Linked DNA regions of Mus musculus: regions 1, 2 and 4 are each linked to region 3. Evidence: chromatin contacts called from public promoter capture Hi-C data. All regions are on one chromosome and are shown on one strand. The core of a region is the stretch at or near the end of the contact, and the rest is flanking DNA. Distances in the headings are between cores, read along the strand shown.

The links. Promoter capture Hi-C pulls out the DNA fragments that hold promoters and counts their contacts. Capture Hi-C pulls out chosen DNA fragments and counts their contacts.
Region 1: a contact with region 3 is called in a promoter capture Hi-C map of liver, with 4 times the contacts expected there. The contact joins the promoter of Clk3 here to the promoter of Ptpn9 in region 3. A contact is called at or near these places in 2 of 39 promoter capture datasets (cranial neural crest and pre-B cells), 1 of 115 datasets of contacts at active chromatin or transcription factors (large pre-B cells) and 1 of 9 other capture datasets (liver).
Region 2: a contact with region 3 is called in a promoter capture Hi-C map of hippocampal neurons, with 4 times the contacts expected there. The contact joins the promoter of Peak1os here to the promoter of Ptpn9 in region 3. A contact is called at or near these places in 2 of 39 promoter capture datasets (hippocampal neurons and liver).
Region 4: a contact with region 3 is called in a promoter capture Hi-C map of cranial neural crest. The contact joins the promoter of Arid3b here to the promoter of Ptpn9 in region 3. A contact is called at or near these places in 3 of 39 promoter capture datasets (cranial neural crest, frontonasal cranial neural crest and liver).

What each region holds. Positions count from the first base shown.
Region 1 is chr9:57,763,122-57,766,448 of GRCm38.p6, reverse strand. Clk3 (CDC-like kinase 3) reads left to right here and starts at 1,335. Exons shown (of 13, transcript NM_007713.5): 1 at 1,335-1,375.
Region 2 is chr9:56,239,683-56,242,882 of GRCm38.p6, reverse strand. Peak1os (a long non-coding RNA gene) reads right to left here and starts at 1,539. Exons shown (of 6, transcript XR_003948326.1): 1 at 1-1,539. It overlaps Peak1 (pseudopodium-enriched atypical kinase 1), which reads left to right. Exons shown (of 7, transcript NM_172924.3): 5 at 1,539-1,723.
Region 3 is chr9:56,993,442-56,997,073 of GRCm38.p6, reverse strand. Ptpn9 (protein tyrosine phosphatase, non-receptor type 9) reads right to left here and starts at 2,106. Exons shown (of 13, transcript NM_019651.2): 1 at 1,418-2,106. The coding sequence starts at 1,480.
Region 4 is chr9:57,835,016-57,838,622 of GRCm38.p6, reverse strand. It overlaps Arid3b (AT rich interactive domain 3B (BRIGHT-like)), which reads left to right and starts at 1,844. Exons shown (of 9, transcript NM_001379353.1): 1 at 1,844-1,941. It also overlaps the pseudogene Gm7547.

The sequences.
Region 1 (3,327 bases), core at 86-2,585, 770 kb before region 3:
CTAGGCTGGAAACCAATGGGGCAGGACTCGGGCAGAAGCAGTTGAAATGGCTGTTGAATGTCTGTGGGGTTGGAAGGTGACTATGAGTCAGTTTGAGTTTGCAAAACATAATCACCCAGCTTTTTAACTCAACCGCTTTTACTTGGTTGGTGATGAAGATGCCGGGCCATTACGTCAGAACCAGAGGCAAAGCTCTCTAAAGGCAGTTTCATCACTGCAGGGGGGCCTAGGGAGCCACAGCACCTGGTGGGCGCGCATCCCGTACGGGGAGGGGACACCTGGGAAACCCTGGCTGTCCGCGTTGAGTCAGCAAGATCCTAAAGCTATGCCCCGCCCTGGCCGGCCGCCGCAGCCTCGCGGACCTCGCGTGGCGTGGGGCAATTAGGCGCGGCACCCGCCCGCTTGGCTGCGCGACGCGCGGGGGCGGGGACGCTGTCAAAGCGAGGCCCAACCAAAGGACCGCGACTTGTATTCTCTTCTGAAAAAAAAAAAAATAAGACCTCATGATCCTGCCACGACAAAGCGTTGGACAGTAGGTGGGAGGGGTCTAGACTGGGTGCCTCACGCCCGATGCCGCAGCGAAAGGACGGGCTGAGTGACTCGAGTGGCAGAGCGGGAGCGCGGCGCGGCTCGGGGCTTTTGTGTGGCGCGGGTTTCCTAGCAAGACTGACAGCAAGACGCTCTGAGGTGTTCAAGGGAAGGGGACGATTTCTCCGTCAGACCCCACCGCCGAGGCTCGCGGGGATCTTCCCGGAGACTGCTCGCTCGAGCCAGCTGGGGCGTGGCACCAGGACTTTCAAAAAACCCGCACAAGCCGAGAGCAGAATGTGTCGTTTGCTTCTTGCGCGCAAGCGGAGTCGCGCCCGCCTTCCTCTGCCCGGGCGCACCGACCGCCTTCGTCTCTAGCGCCCTCCCGGGCCCCGGGAGAACAATGCCGGTCCTCTCCGCGCGCAGGAAGAGGCTGGCGAGCACAGCTGGGCCGCGGCGGGGAAGCGGCCCCAGCCTGGCAGTCCGGTGGGTTCCTCCTTTAGGCCCAGAGCCGTCCTCAGACCGTGGTCGCGCACCGATGCGGCCTCGGGGGCCTACGTGCAGCACCACACGGAGAGGGGCAGGCCGCGGCCCGAGGCTGCTCCCGGGACCTCCGGGAAGAGACCTCCACCGATGTCGCCCGGACCCTGGCGGGGCAGGCCAGTCCCCCAGAGTCTGCGAGTTCGGGGCTAGAGCGGTCAGGCCTCTGGGCCGGGTCGAGCCCGGGCCGCCGACGGCTGCGTCACGCGAGGGGGCGGTGCTGCCACGGGCGGAGGCCAGAGCCGGAAGCGGAAGAGGCGCTCGGAGTGGGGAGTGGGGCCTAGCCGCAGCCGGAGCCTGGGAGACGGTGAGTGTGGGCCCGAGCCCGTGGCCGGGCAGCTGGGGTGAGTCGGTGGGGACGGCCACGCCGGTACGGGTACCGTGCCACCCGGTCGGGTCTCGGCTTGGACCTATTTCCCTCTTCGGCCCACGTCAGGCCGCGGTCCCGACCTCTCACCCCTGACCCGCCGCTTCTCTCCCTGAGGGCGGTCACTGCAGACCCCTTTTCTGGTTCCCGCGGTGTTGGAGGCGGAGCTCCAGCGGCCTCGGAGCCGGCTGGGAGGCTTCCCTTTGGGTCCCGCGCCGGCCCGCTGGCTGGGTCGCGTCCGACCTAGGCTATCCTGGAAAGGCTTTCCCTGCCCCGAGCTCGAGGCTTAGCCCGCAGATCTCCTTCGCGCGCCGCCTGGAGTTTGATTCTGGCCCAGGCTGGCCATCCCTTTGGTCGCCGGGTCTTCCCTTGGCGGTTACGGGGAACGGGGCTCTGAGATCCCTGGGATTCGGGCAGAAGGAAGGGACTCGAGTGCGGGCCGCCGGCCCCCTCCGTGTTTTGTTATGATGGAACCGCTCCATCCCGGAGAATGGGCCAGACCAAGCCAGGAGTACAAATGTCCAGGCTGCTCCTCGGTCCGGTCGGGAGCCTCTATGCTTTAGTTCCGGGTGCGGGTGCCCTGATGCTTGGGTGGGAATTGCCAGAGTCTAGCCCCCATCAAGGCGGAGTTGGCGGCCTTCCAGTTTCCCTCCTCCGTGCCCTTGAAAAGGAGGAGCGTTTTTGCCCGGTGGCAGCCGCAGATTGCGAGGTGGCAGGTTTGAGGTTGCAGTGGTGGGGCACTGCCAGCCAAAAATAACCATGGGTCGCTTGGGTGGCAGGAATCCGGGAGGGCAGCCGCTGACCTGGCTGGCTGCTCTTCTTGTTAGCCCGGTTCTCTAGCCAGGAACAGCAAATGAGAAGCCAGAGAGGCCTGTGCTCATAGAAAAATTGGCATCCAGTAACTTGGTCTCATTGGTCACATTGCCTTTTTCTTCATTGTTCAGAGCAGAGCCTCCCAAAGCATAATTGTGGCCTTTACGTTTTAAAAAGCTTCTTTGCCGAGGACTCATGGAATCGGAGAATTTGTGAGAAATAGGCTCAAACGACCTGGCTGGGAGGAGGACATGGGCCACCTGGTAGCTCCCATTTTTCACCTGCCTGGGATGCGTTGCAAGGGAGATTATCTCCATTACTGCCTATGTGTGGTACTTCATGGCCAAAATATTGGGCCATCTTTGCCAGTATGAGAGGTGTTATCTTCATTTTTCAGGCATGACAATTTAGGTCTAGAGTGACTTGTATAAGGCCACAGGGCCAGTAAGTGGCAACACTGGGATCGAGTTCAAGGTTTCCTGCCAAAACTTCCTACCCGGTCCCTTGGAAGGAATTATAAATTAAGGCATTCAACATAGCCCTGAGTGTTAGCCGGAACCTTCTCAGTGCTAATGAAAGGCTGTCTTTAGTACTTCTTGTGGCCCAAACCTGTGCTAGGCTTTTGACTTTATAGGGCAGACATTTAATTCCTATGGAGCCTGTAAGAGATTATTGTTCCCTTGTTTCAAGAGGAGGCTGAAGCTTAAAGTGGTTTAATAACTTGCCTAAAGGCAACAGTGAAGTGGTATTGCTGTGGAGCAGGTTGGCATTCGACTCTGAGGCTGTGACTTTCCACTCAAGTAGACATATGTGGTCATAGAAATCCACTTAGGTCCCAGAAGGAAAATTTTGGTCTGCTGTAGATTAGACCGCATTACAACATCCTCCAGATAGGATGCTTAGGGTGCTCTGTCTGCCTGGTGAGGATGGGCAGGACCACTTTGCCTTTTGGGAAGATGTATGCCTGGCCAGTAGGTTGTCTTTTGGGTCAGTTGGTGAGACATGGGCTACTGCTTTCAGGCTACAGCCTGAGCACCTGTCATAAGGTCATGGGGTGGGGGACATTCAGATAAGTGTGA
Region 2 (3,200 bases), core at 290-2,789, 750 kb after region 3:
CTCTGGCTCTTGGGAACTGGAGAAGTGGGAGGGAATTTCTCCTCCAGCAGTCAGCAGGGCAGTCTGTGTAAACATGCTGCCTCTTCTCAGTGGGCTACTGTAGTCATCAAAGGAAAAAAAATTAAATTAAATTTAAAAACCAGGCCTGCCACACAAAGATGGTTTCTCCTTAGAGGGGACATCGTAAGGGCATGATAACAAGGAGCTTGGCCCCTCACCTCCATACAGCCAAAGTGAAGTGACACTTCCAAGCCACTGCGGGAGGCAGAGGGGCACACTACTGAGCAGTTATACACATACTGAAGGAAAAAGTAAGTTCTCTTTGCTGGGTGAAAGTTAATGTAAACTACTTCTAGTTTCAAGGCAGCACGTTTTGTGTAACTAAAATGGCCTTTCTTCTTTGAGAGGAAAGAGTGTGAAAGCTTCAGCGTTCTACCTCCACAGTCAGATGTAGTGGGTTCCTAGAAGGACATCCGGTCTAGGCCATCCGTGAGGCATAGGTTCAGGGAGAGAACCTGCTTCAAAAGAGCAGGAGCAGTCATTGAGAACTGTTGGTGTCATCCTCTGTCCTGAAGACAGACATCCATGAATGGACCCCAACCCCGCCCCACCCCCCAAAAAGTTTCTTATCCTCGTTTCTCTTTGTCCAGAAGGAAATCAGAAAGAATATGGTGGGATTTGATGGTCTCAGAACACTTCTTGAATATATTTCATTGGCCAGCAACTTGCGATTGGCCAACTTGGCCATCTTATTCTCCAGCAGTTAGTGACCATTTGATCATCTTGTACTTCATAACCATAGAGTTGACAGTTTTCATCGGGAGTGGGGAGACTGGGAAGAGAAAGCTAAAAGTAAGTGAGCTGGCAGTGGCAGAAAAAAGAAAGCTTGACCTTTAACTGCCTCGTGACCAGCAGGATGCTCCAGACTCGTTTTCCTCGAGGAGAGTCAGCTAAAGAGTTAAGCTTTCTTTTCCATTTCCCTTCCTCCTGTACCATGTAGATGAGAACTGACCCTTCTGTCTACCTGGCATTAACTTATCCTTTCATCACATAATATAATCACAATTTTACTCCTAGTTCTTTCTAAATACCTCAGTAAATATTTTAACATGTAGCACATACTATGTGCTAAGTAAAGCAACGTGTGGTACTTACTATAGTAGTAGAGTACTATTAGGGAATATAGTAAATACCGTAAATACAGCAACTGATTTACAAAAGTCTTGAGTCTTTCCCTTTAATCAGTTAAGCATTCATTCGATTTTATTGTTACCTATTCTTCCTTTAAAAAAGAAAAACAAGCAAACATGTAGGTTTAATGACCAGGTATGAAGGTCTCAGATCCTTTCTAGTTAGCTCTGACTATCCTGGAACTTACTATATAAACCAAGCTGGCCTGGAACTCACCAAGCTATACACCTGCATCTGCCTCCCAAGTGCTGGGATTAAAGACCTGTGCCACCACACCCTGCTCTATAAATCTAAATGTTAATAGAACTTTTGAATACAAATTTGATGGACTGTCTTATTTGTTTCAGTCGTGTGACCCATGAAGTGGCAGGAGAACTTTCTCCTCGGGATCCAAGAACTCCTGCTGGGAAGCAAGATGGCACTTCAGTCACACCAACACTGCCTCCACCTGACCTGGAAAGGGAAGAAGAAAAAGATGACACTTTGGATCCTACTGACGTGAGTCCCTGCAGTGCAACCTACAGCAACCTAGGTAAGTACAAAGGTTATATAGATAGTACCTAAGCCGCGTCTTTATGTACAGTAACACCATTAGAGTTATAAATCTACATTTGTTTCAAAACATAACATTCAGGTTTTACTAGGCTTTTTTTGGGTTTTTTTGTTTGTTTGTTTGTTTGTTTGTTTTTTGTTTTTTTGGTTTTTTGAGACAGGGTTTCTCTGTGTAGCCCTGGCTGTCCTGGAACTCACTTTGTAGACCAGGCTGGCCTTGAACTCAGAAATCTGCCTGCCTCTGCCTCCTGAGTGCTGGGATTAAAGGTATACACCACCACGCCCGGTCCTAGGCTTATTTTAAATGCCTGCCCCATGAGCCCTGTGCCTTGTGCTGATGTAGACCTTGCCTTGAAGGATTCAACCTGAAGAGAAGAAGGGAGCGTGTATTCAGTATAATGTGATAAATACAATTGCGGAAACACACATGGAATATTTCCATGTTACACAAAGAAGAATGTCAAAAGAAGCCTTCCCGGAAATCATTCCTGAGCTGATTTAACTCACTGTCAAAGAGAAGAAAGAATGTTCCAGACAGAGGCAACAAGTGAACAAGAAGATGGAGATACAGAATAGCTTGGTGCCACAGCCATTGAGGTTGCTGCAATGTGGAGCATTAGATAAGATGTATTTCAGGTTAAAATCTTAGACCTTTTGTTATTTGTGATAGTGACCCATAAAAGGGCTTCGAGAAGACAGAATGACATGAATCAGAATGGGTTCACATAGGCTGTGGTGTTTGGTAGCAGGTACTGCAGGACTACATGACAGGATGAGGGGGACCTCAGTCAAGGTAGGGAGAAAGAACAGTGGACAAACTGAAGGAGTATTTCAGGGCAAAATATACACAGGATTGAATAATGTGAAGGGTGGGATTTCTGACCTGTATCAGCAGACTCGTAGTATGAGTCTTATGGTTGGAGGTGTTTGAGCAGGGGCTGACAGCCTGTGTCACAGACCTGTGATAGTGAGAACATGCAAAGAGACTAAACAGGATTGTTTCAGAAGTGTCTGCAGAGCTTCCTCAGGTCTCTACTTTCTTCACTGCAATTCCCAGTGACTTCTGGGTGATCTCCCTCCCTCGAGTATCACAGTTTCTTTCCTTCTGAAAAGGAAAACCTGGAATAGCATAAGGGGGGTTGGTGCTTATCTCCTGTGGGGAAGACGTGAGCAGCAAGGACTGCTTGAGGATCATGTGCCCGCCAGATTCTCATGAACCACTGACCCCTGTTTAGGAACCACTGATCCTGTGTAGAAACTGCTGGAGTATGTTTCTGAAGGACCTAGTTTCTCATCTCCTTGTTTTGTCTTTTTCCTCCATCATGTTATTTTAAGGAAAAGTGCTATCAGAATCAGCTAGTATGCTTAAAAATTGAAAATAACAGGTCTCTTAACTTATAAGTCCAAAAGATTGAAGCCATAGGAGAACTACTCTAATGTCTGAGAGACTCAGTCAG
Region 3 (3,632 bases), core at 857-3,356:
TTTATTTAAAGTCAATAAGAGTATAGGTCTGGGGGAAATTAAAAAAACAAAACAAAACAAAAACATCATTTCCACAGAAAGCATGACTTTTCCAAAAGAAAATTCAAGGGCTTTTTAAAAATCAGGTCTTGGGGCTGGAGAGAGCACTGGCTACTCTTTCAGAGGACCTAGGTTCAATTCCCAACACTCACATGGCAGTCACAGGTATCCATAATCCATCTCCAAGTGAGTTGACACCCCCACACAGACATATATGCAAGCAAAACACCAATGCAAATAAAATAAAAATAAATAAACCATAAAAAGGTCTTTAAAAAAAAACCATTAAACCAATGTTAGTTTGTCAAAATAGACATCTCCCCACTCCAGATTGTGTTAGCAAATGTGGGCCTGTGAACTAGGGCGTGAGAGTGTGAAACGGATCATTACCAGCATGTCTCACCTTTTCCTCTTTCATTTATTTTGTAAGGTACAAGCAGATTATGGCCATATTTGAGCACAGCTTCTGTTTGGATATGAGCAGTGCCAAGGAGAGAAGAGCAAGAGCCCAATCCGTGGGGTTCTGAATCTCATCTAGTCCGTGTTTCCACAGCTGGAATATGGGGGGGGGGGTGTAAAGTTATAAGAGCGCTCGCTAGGCTTCTCGCTTACAGAAACCCCTCAAATGATAACGCAAGCTACTACTTTCTGGGAATTTAAGATCTCAAGCTTTAAAAAGGGACAATGGAACTCCAGTGTGGGCTTCAGAAAGATGGAGACTGTCAGATGAGGTGGGGGCAGGGAAATGGGGACGAGGGTAAGAGCCTAGCCTGGGAAAGCAGAATAGGGAGGTCAAGGCCAGGGACTTGGGGAGCTAGAAAAGGAACAGATCTTTCAGGATCTGTCCAAGTAGGCCCGTCACAGCAGTCTGAAAGCCTGAAGGGCTCCTTTGAGAATCTGGGCCACCTCTTTACCAGCGCTACCTCCCCCCATCTTGGGAACGGAGACAACCACCTAGGAATCCTCCCCCCAAATGGCTTTCCTTGCCCTTGAAAACAACGGACCCTCGAGAAAAAAAAAAAAAAATGCAAACGCTTCCAGAGAGTAGAAGGGCCTGGGACAAGGTGTCCTGCAGTCATCCAGTGGGGAGCCCGCCCCAGTTCGAGGAACTTTAATATTCATTGAAATGGAGCAGCACGGACCCCCCCCCCCCCGGAAGTCTCGAAGCATAAGAATCTCAGAGCCAGGGGTCCCACGGCTCCGGGGCTGGGCTGGGCGATGGCCTGGGGCGCGGTCTCCGGCCCGGGGAGGCCAGCCCGCAGGCCTGAAATGCGAGCAGGAGCCGCTGAGGGCCCGGGGCGAGGAGCGCAGCCCGGCGAACAGAGGCCGGCCTAGGCCTCGGAGGCTCGGACACACCCACCGCTGCAGCGGCGCTTACCTGCTCCTCCTCGGGGGTCAGCTCCGGCGCCATGTCCGGCCGGGGCGCGGTCGCCGGCTCCATCCCGCCGCCGCCGGGGCAGGTCTGGTGGGCGAGCGCCAGAACCCGCTGCACTCGCGCTCCGCTTCTGTGGCCCGGCGCCTCAGCAGCTCTCGGTCGGCTCGCGCATGGTGCGAGCGCCCGGCGCCCGCGGCGGCTGCCAACGCCGCTCCTGCTGGCCGGGGAGAGCCCGCTGTCGCTCCCCGCGGAGAGGAAATGCCTCCTGTTTGCTTCACTCCTTTCCTCACGCCACCCCTCCTGTCCTGAGGAGGAGAAAGTGCGGGCGAGGAACTAACAGCAGTTCGAGGTCTGCTTGGCTTTCTTTCTTTTTTAGGAGTCCACAACTTTTACAGCCACCGCGAAGGCGCCTGGCGGGAGTTGGAGGCCGTCGGCCTTCCGAGCCGCTTAACCCCCGGGGCAGAGCTCGCCGGCGCCTCGAGACCGCCCAGCCCGGGCGTCCACGGGGATGCGGGCCCTGCGAACTGCTCCGTGGCCTCGCGGCCCAGTTCCTCAAAAGCCGCCGCGGAGACAGGGAGGGCGGGCGCGAGCGAGCGAGGAAAAGGCGTCCCCCTCCCGGCTCAGGGCCAGCGCTGCGGCCTGCGCCGCGTCCGCCCGAGCCCCCCACGGCTCCATTGAGAAACTGAGCATCTCATTCACAAACAGGAGCCGGGGAGGGCCGGGCCGGACGGGGACGTTGTCCGAGAGGGGGAGACAGAGAGGAGCTGGGAGGAGGGGAGGCTGAGCGGAACGGAGCGGCGCGGCGGGGGAGGGGCTGCGGGGACGAGAGGCGACTCCCCTACGGGAGCGGGAGGGAGACGCGACTGGGAGTTAAAAGAATCCAAAACTGCGCGAGGACCGGTGCCCTTCCCGGTATTCACGGGCGGCTTCTACCTATTCGTGGTAGGGTCTGAAAGGTTGCCTGTGAGGTCCAAGATGCCTCGGATCTGACAGATAAGCAAGGGCCGCATTTCTTTGCTCAATGAATGTATCCTGTAGTCCAGCATCATTGTAGCTAATTGTAATCGGGTACAAAGAGAGAGTGAGGAAGAGACAGAGAGAGACATCCTGTTTCAGAATTCATTCAGGAAGCCCACAGCCTTTGCAAATGCATGATTTTACTCTAGGGTAAACAGCAGAGTCTGGGTCTCTCAGGATAGGAGCATTGAGAAGGCAGGGCTGGGCCTACTGTGATTTTTTTTATCATGTTAGACCAAAGATAAGTATTCTAGAAGGATTTCAAGAAATCGGAGTGCCACAACTAGTCCCCCCAGGACTGAAGTCCAGAAAGAACCAGGGGATGGGTCTTCGGAAAAGAAAATGCTATAGGTTTTGATGCCCATCTTGGAGAACTTTTTAAAAAATAAATTATATATATTCTTAACTCCATTTTGGCACCAGTGCAATAGCAGCTTCAGGGTTACCTCTGCTAAGTTTTTTCCTTTGTGTGTGTGGAGGGTCAGGGGGCCAGGAAAGACAGAGTTTTGAGAAAGGATCTCTATGTACCCCTGGCTGTCCCAAAATTGGCTGTGTAGACCAAGCTGGCCTTGAACTCACAGAGATCTGCCTCTTGAGTGAAGGAATTAAAGGCATGTCCATGCCTCCTTGCCCCTCAACTATGTTAGTTTGTCTTTTGCCACCAGTAAAATGAACTCTACGCTGAACTCAGGAACCTACTCAGGAGTTGGTTTCAGTATTGAAACTGGAAGACAGTCTATAACAAGTCTATCTGCACACCAGACACTGCACTATGCACTGGAGTTAAAATAAGACAGTATAAGATAATGGAAGATGTATCAGGAAGTAAAATAATGAAGACACTCAGGGACTCGCGTGATGGGTCAGTGGTTAAGAATACTGGCTGACCTTGGAGTGGATCTGGGTTCAATTCTAGTACCCACGTGGTAGTATAGAACTTTTAAGGAGCATGTGATGTATAAACATACATCAGGAAAAAAAAAACACCCATACATGTTGTACTGGCTAGTTTTGTGTCAACTTGACACAGCTGGAGTTATCACAGAGAAAGGACCTTCAGTTGAGGAAATGCCTCCATGAGATCCAACTGTAAGGCATTTTCTCAATTAGTGATCAAGGGGGAAAGGCCCCTTGTGGGTAGGACCATCTCTGGGCTGGTAGTCTTGGGTTTTATAAGAGAGCAGGCTGAGCAAGCCAGGGG
Region 4 (3,607 bases), core at 595-3,094, 840 kb before region 3:
GAGCAAGGAGGGAGGAAACAGTGCCCTCACACAAACTAAAAAAAGGTAATTAAAACCATATAAGCCGGGCGATGATGGCGCGCGCCTTTAATCCCAGCACTTGGGAGGCAGAGGCAGGCAGATTTCTGAGTTCGAGGCCAGCCTGGTTTACAAAGTGAGTTCCAGGACAGCCAGGGCTATACAGAGAAACCCTGTCTTGAAAAATCAAAAATAAATAAATAAATAAATAAATAAAATAAAACCATATAAAAGTCGGCTGCTGCAGCCATCTTCCAGTAATTGGCCAAAATGACGAACACAAAGGGAAAGAGGAGAGGCACCCAGTATAAATGTTCTCTAGGCCTTTTAGGAAACATGGCGTTGTTCCTTTGGCCACGTACATGCGAATCTACAAGAAGGGTGATATTGTAGACATTAAGGGAATGGGCACTGTTCAAAAAAGAATGCCCCATAAGTGCTACCATGGCAAACCCGGAAGAGTCTACAATGTCACCCAGCATGCTGTGGGCATCATTGTAAATAAGCAAGTTAAGGGCAAAATTCTGGCCAAGAGGATCAATGTGCGGATTGAGCACATCAAGCACTCGAAGAGCAGGGACAGCTTCCTGAAGCGGGTGAAGGAGAACGATCAGAAGAAGGAAGCCAAGGAGAAGGGCACCCGGGTGCAGCTGAAGCGCCAGCCTGCGTCAACCAGAGAAGCACACTTTGTGAGGACTAACGGAAACTGCTGGAGCCCATTCCATATGAATTCATGGCCTAGTGGACAAAAAAGAAATAAGGGACCAGGACTGCAACAAAACAAAACAAACAACAACAACAACAAACCATAAAAGTTTTCATCAGGAACTGAGATGGATTAGTGAGTTAAGAGCGTGGCGCCAAAGAATAAGGGTCTAAATTTGGATATCCAACGCCTCAGTAAAAAGCCAGGTGTGGTGCACACCTGCAATCCTAGCATTTCAGAAGTAAAGACAGGATTCCTGGAGCTTGATGGTCAACTACTTTTGCTAAATAGGTGAGCTACCTTCTAACAAGAAAGAAAAGAGGGGAAGGGAAGGAAGAAGGGAAGGGACAAGAAAAGCCAGTGGCAATAAGTTCTAGGTTTTGGCTGGGATTGTTTTAAGACCCAAAACTAAGCGAGCCATAGACTCTGGATCAAGGATGATGGTCAGTTGGGAGAAAGGTAAAACAAGGAGGTGCATGCATAAATTCACAGAAGTTCCCCAGAGTTAGGAGTCCCAGAAGACAAGGTTTTGTTGTTTTATTGTATAAGCGGTGCCAGGATTCAGCTTCTACCTTTGGAACCTGAAGAAAGAAAACATTAACCCCTGTGACGAGGTGAGGTTGGGGATGGATAGAGGTGGTGTTCCAGAACAGGAAAATTTCAATCCAAAAAGTGAAATTTAGAAAAAAACTAATAAAAGGCTGGAATGCTTCATTAAGACTAGCTGAAAGTTAGCACTCTTTATTCCTTTCTTTCACTTATTACAAACAATTCACAACCACGGCAGCCAGAAACCCGTGTGCTGTAGTCAGTCCTACTCTTTTCAACTCCCCGCGAAAGCACTCACACCGGAACTCCTCTGAGTCCGTGCTCTCCCATTGGCCGAAGCCTCCGCCCGCCTTAAATGGCTTCCGCCCACGGCTTCAACCAGAGGGCGGTCTCTAGGAGTCACTTCCGTCTCGCACTACCCACCCACCCCCACCTCGTTCCCTTTTTAGCTGCTTCCGGCCTCGGGCCCCGCCCCCCACCGTGGGGCCCCGCCCCTACCTGCCCCTCCCCCGCCCCGGGCTGACGGCCGGGCCCCGCAGCACAGCTTCCGGTGCGGGCCCCGCCCCGGCTGTGGCCCCCAGCTGCGGAGGAGTAGCAGGCTCAGCTGCTACGCTGGGGTCTGAGCGGCTGCCTCCTCCCTACCCGCGAGCCCGGAACGCTGCACATAGGTGAGCGGCGCGGGTCGTGGTTCTTTCTGCCGCGGCGGGAGAGGGGCTGTGGCAGGTGGAGGGGACCGAAATGGGAGCCGAGGCAGGTGTGTAGGGGAGACGCGGGCTAGTGAAGCCGGGGTCCGCTGAGAAAAAGTGAGAGCATCGGGAGGAGCCCCGTCCTCCCGGTGTCCAAAGGAGTGGTTTGAGATAAAGAGATGGGAAAGGTAAGGGACCCCCCCCCCCTTTTGGCAACCGCAGAGCGAGCTTAGATGGAGTAATTAGAGAAGAGCCGGGAGATTGGCAAAGGGGGCTTGGTGGAAGTAAAAGTGATAGGGCTCCATTGGGTGGGAGGTAAAGAATGGAAAGAGGGGTCGAAGAGGGTCGGGGACAGAGCTGGAAACGAAGGTAAGGGAAATGGTCACCAAGGCCGGGCTCAAGCGGCAAGCAGTCCGTTGCTCTCGGTTTGGAGGTCCGGGAAGTTTAAAAAACCCGAGCGAGGGATGGAGAGATGAAGTTAGATTTCGGAGACGTAAATTCTCTAGATGTTAGTAGTATTGTTTGAATCCTTGGCTGCTTAGGGATTGGGATGAGATGGACTCTTCGGGAGGATGTGCCAATTGAGTTGTAAAACGGAGTCATCTCTGTCTTAATAAAGACGCTATCGGACACCCCTCTCCCTTGCTGAGGAAAGCCTACCGAGAAGATGGTGCCAACCAGAAAAGAAGCAGTTGTACTATGACTGGCAGGAGTTGGTTGAAATATTCCAGTTGTGTTGTTTGACTTTAAAGATTATACGAATATTTCTAAATGACCAGTGAATTGCTTGCTCTTCTTTTGTGTGCGTTTTGTTTTGTCCCCAACGGGGTTTTTATTTTAAAGGAACAATTTTGCCAACTTTCAGGCTTCCCTACAGAATAAGAACTAAAGCAGAAAGAAAGTATTGCTGCAGGCATAACTTATACTTTCCAAACTGCCAGGAGGAGGGACAGGCAGTAAGGGGCCAATTGGAATTGGAATCTTTTATCCGCCTATGAAAGCTACAACCAAGTGCTTCTAAGAAACAAAATGAGATTTGTCTAGCATGGCTCTGGTTGGTTTTTGAACTCCCCGCCTCCCCAGCTTTAAAAATTATACTCTTTAAACGTGTAAAAATTTATATAAATCAAAGCCATTTTTTTTTCTTGTTAGAGATTAGTTCTCCCATGAATTTTTGAAGATGGTAAAAGGTTACATTTTCTTATCTTCCAACTCAATCCTAAAACACTGGGACAATGCAAATATCAAGTCCCAACCTGCACAGTGCCGCTTCCCCTTTCATGTGGCAAACAGAAATGCACACCCTGTTGCCAGTCCTCTTCACCCTAAAATTTGCTCTGAGGAAGACTTGTGGGAAACTATAACTTAAGTGAGGTGTGTTGAAGGGGGAACCTGGGAAGGTTAGAGGTGGAAGGGTGTGAAAGGGATTTGTGTTTGGAGACAGATTGGCAAGAATGCAGATAACCCTGCCCCCAGGGTACTTTGGGACTGGAAGCCTTTTCTTCACTGGACTCATAGAATAAATATAGTAGAAGTGAGTCAGAAAGAAAGAGGATGTGAGGAGATTTATTTGTGGTTTATAAAAAAAAAAAAAAGAAACATTAACTTGTTTAGACAATATTGGTACCTGTTTCAAATTAATTAACTT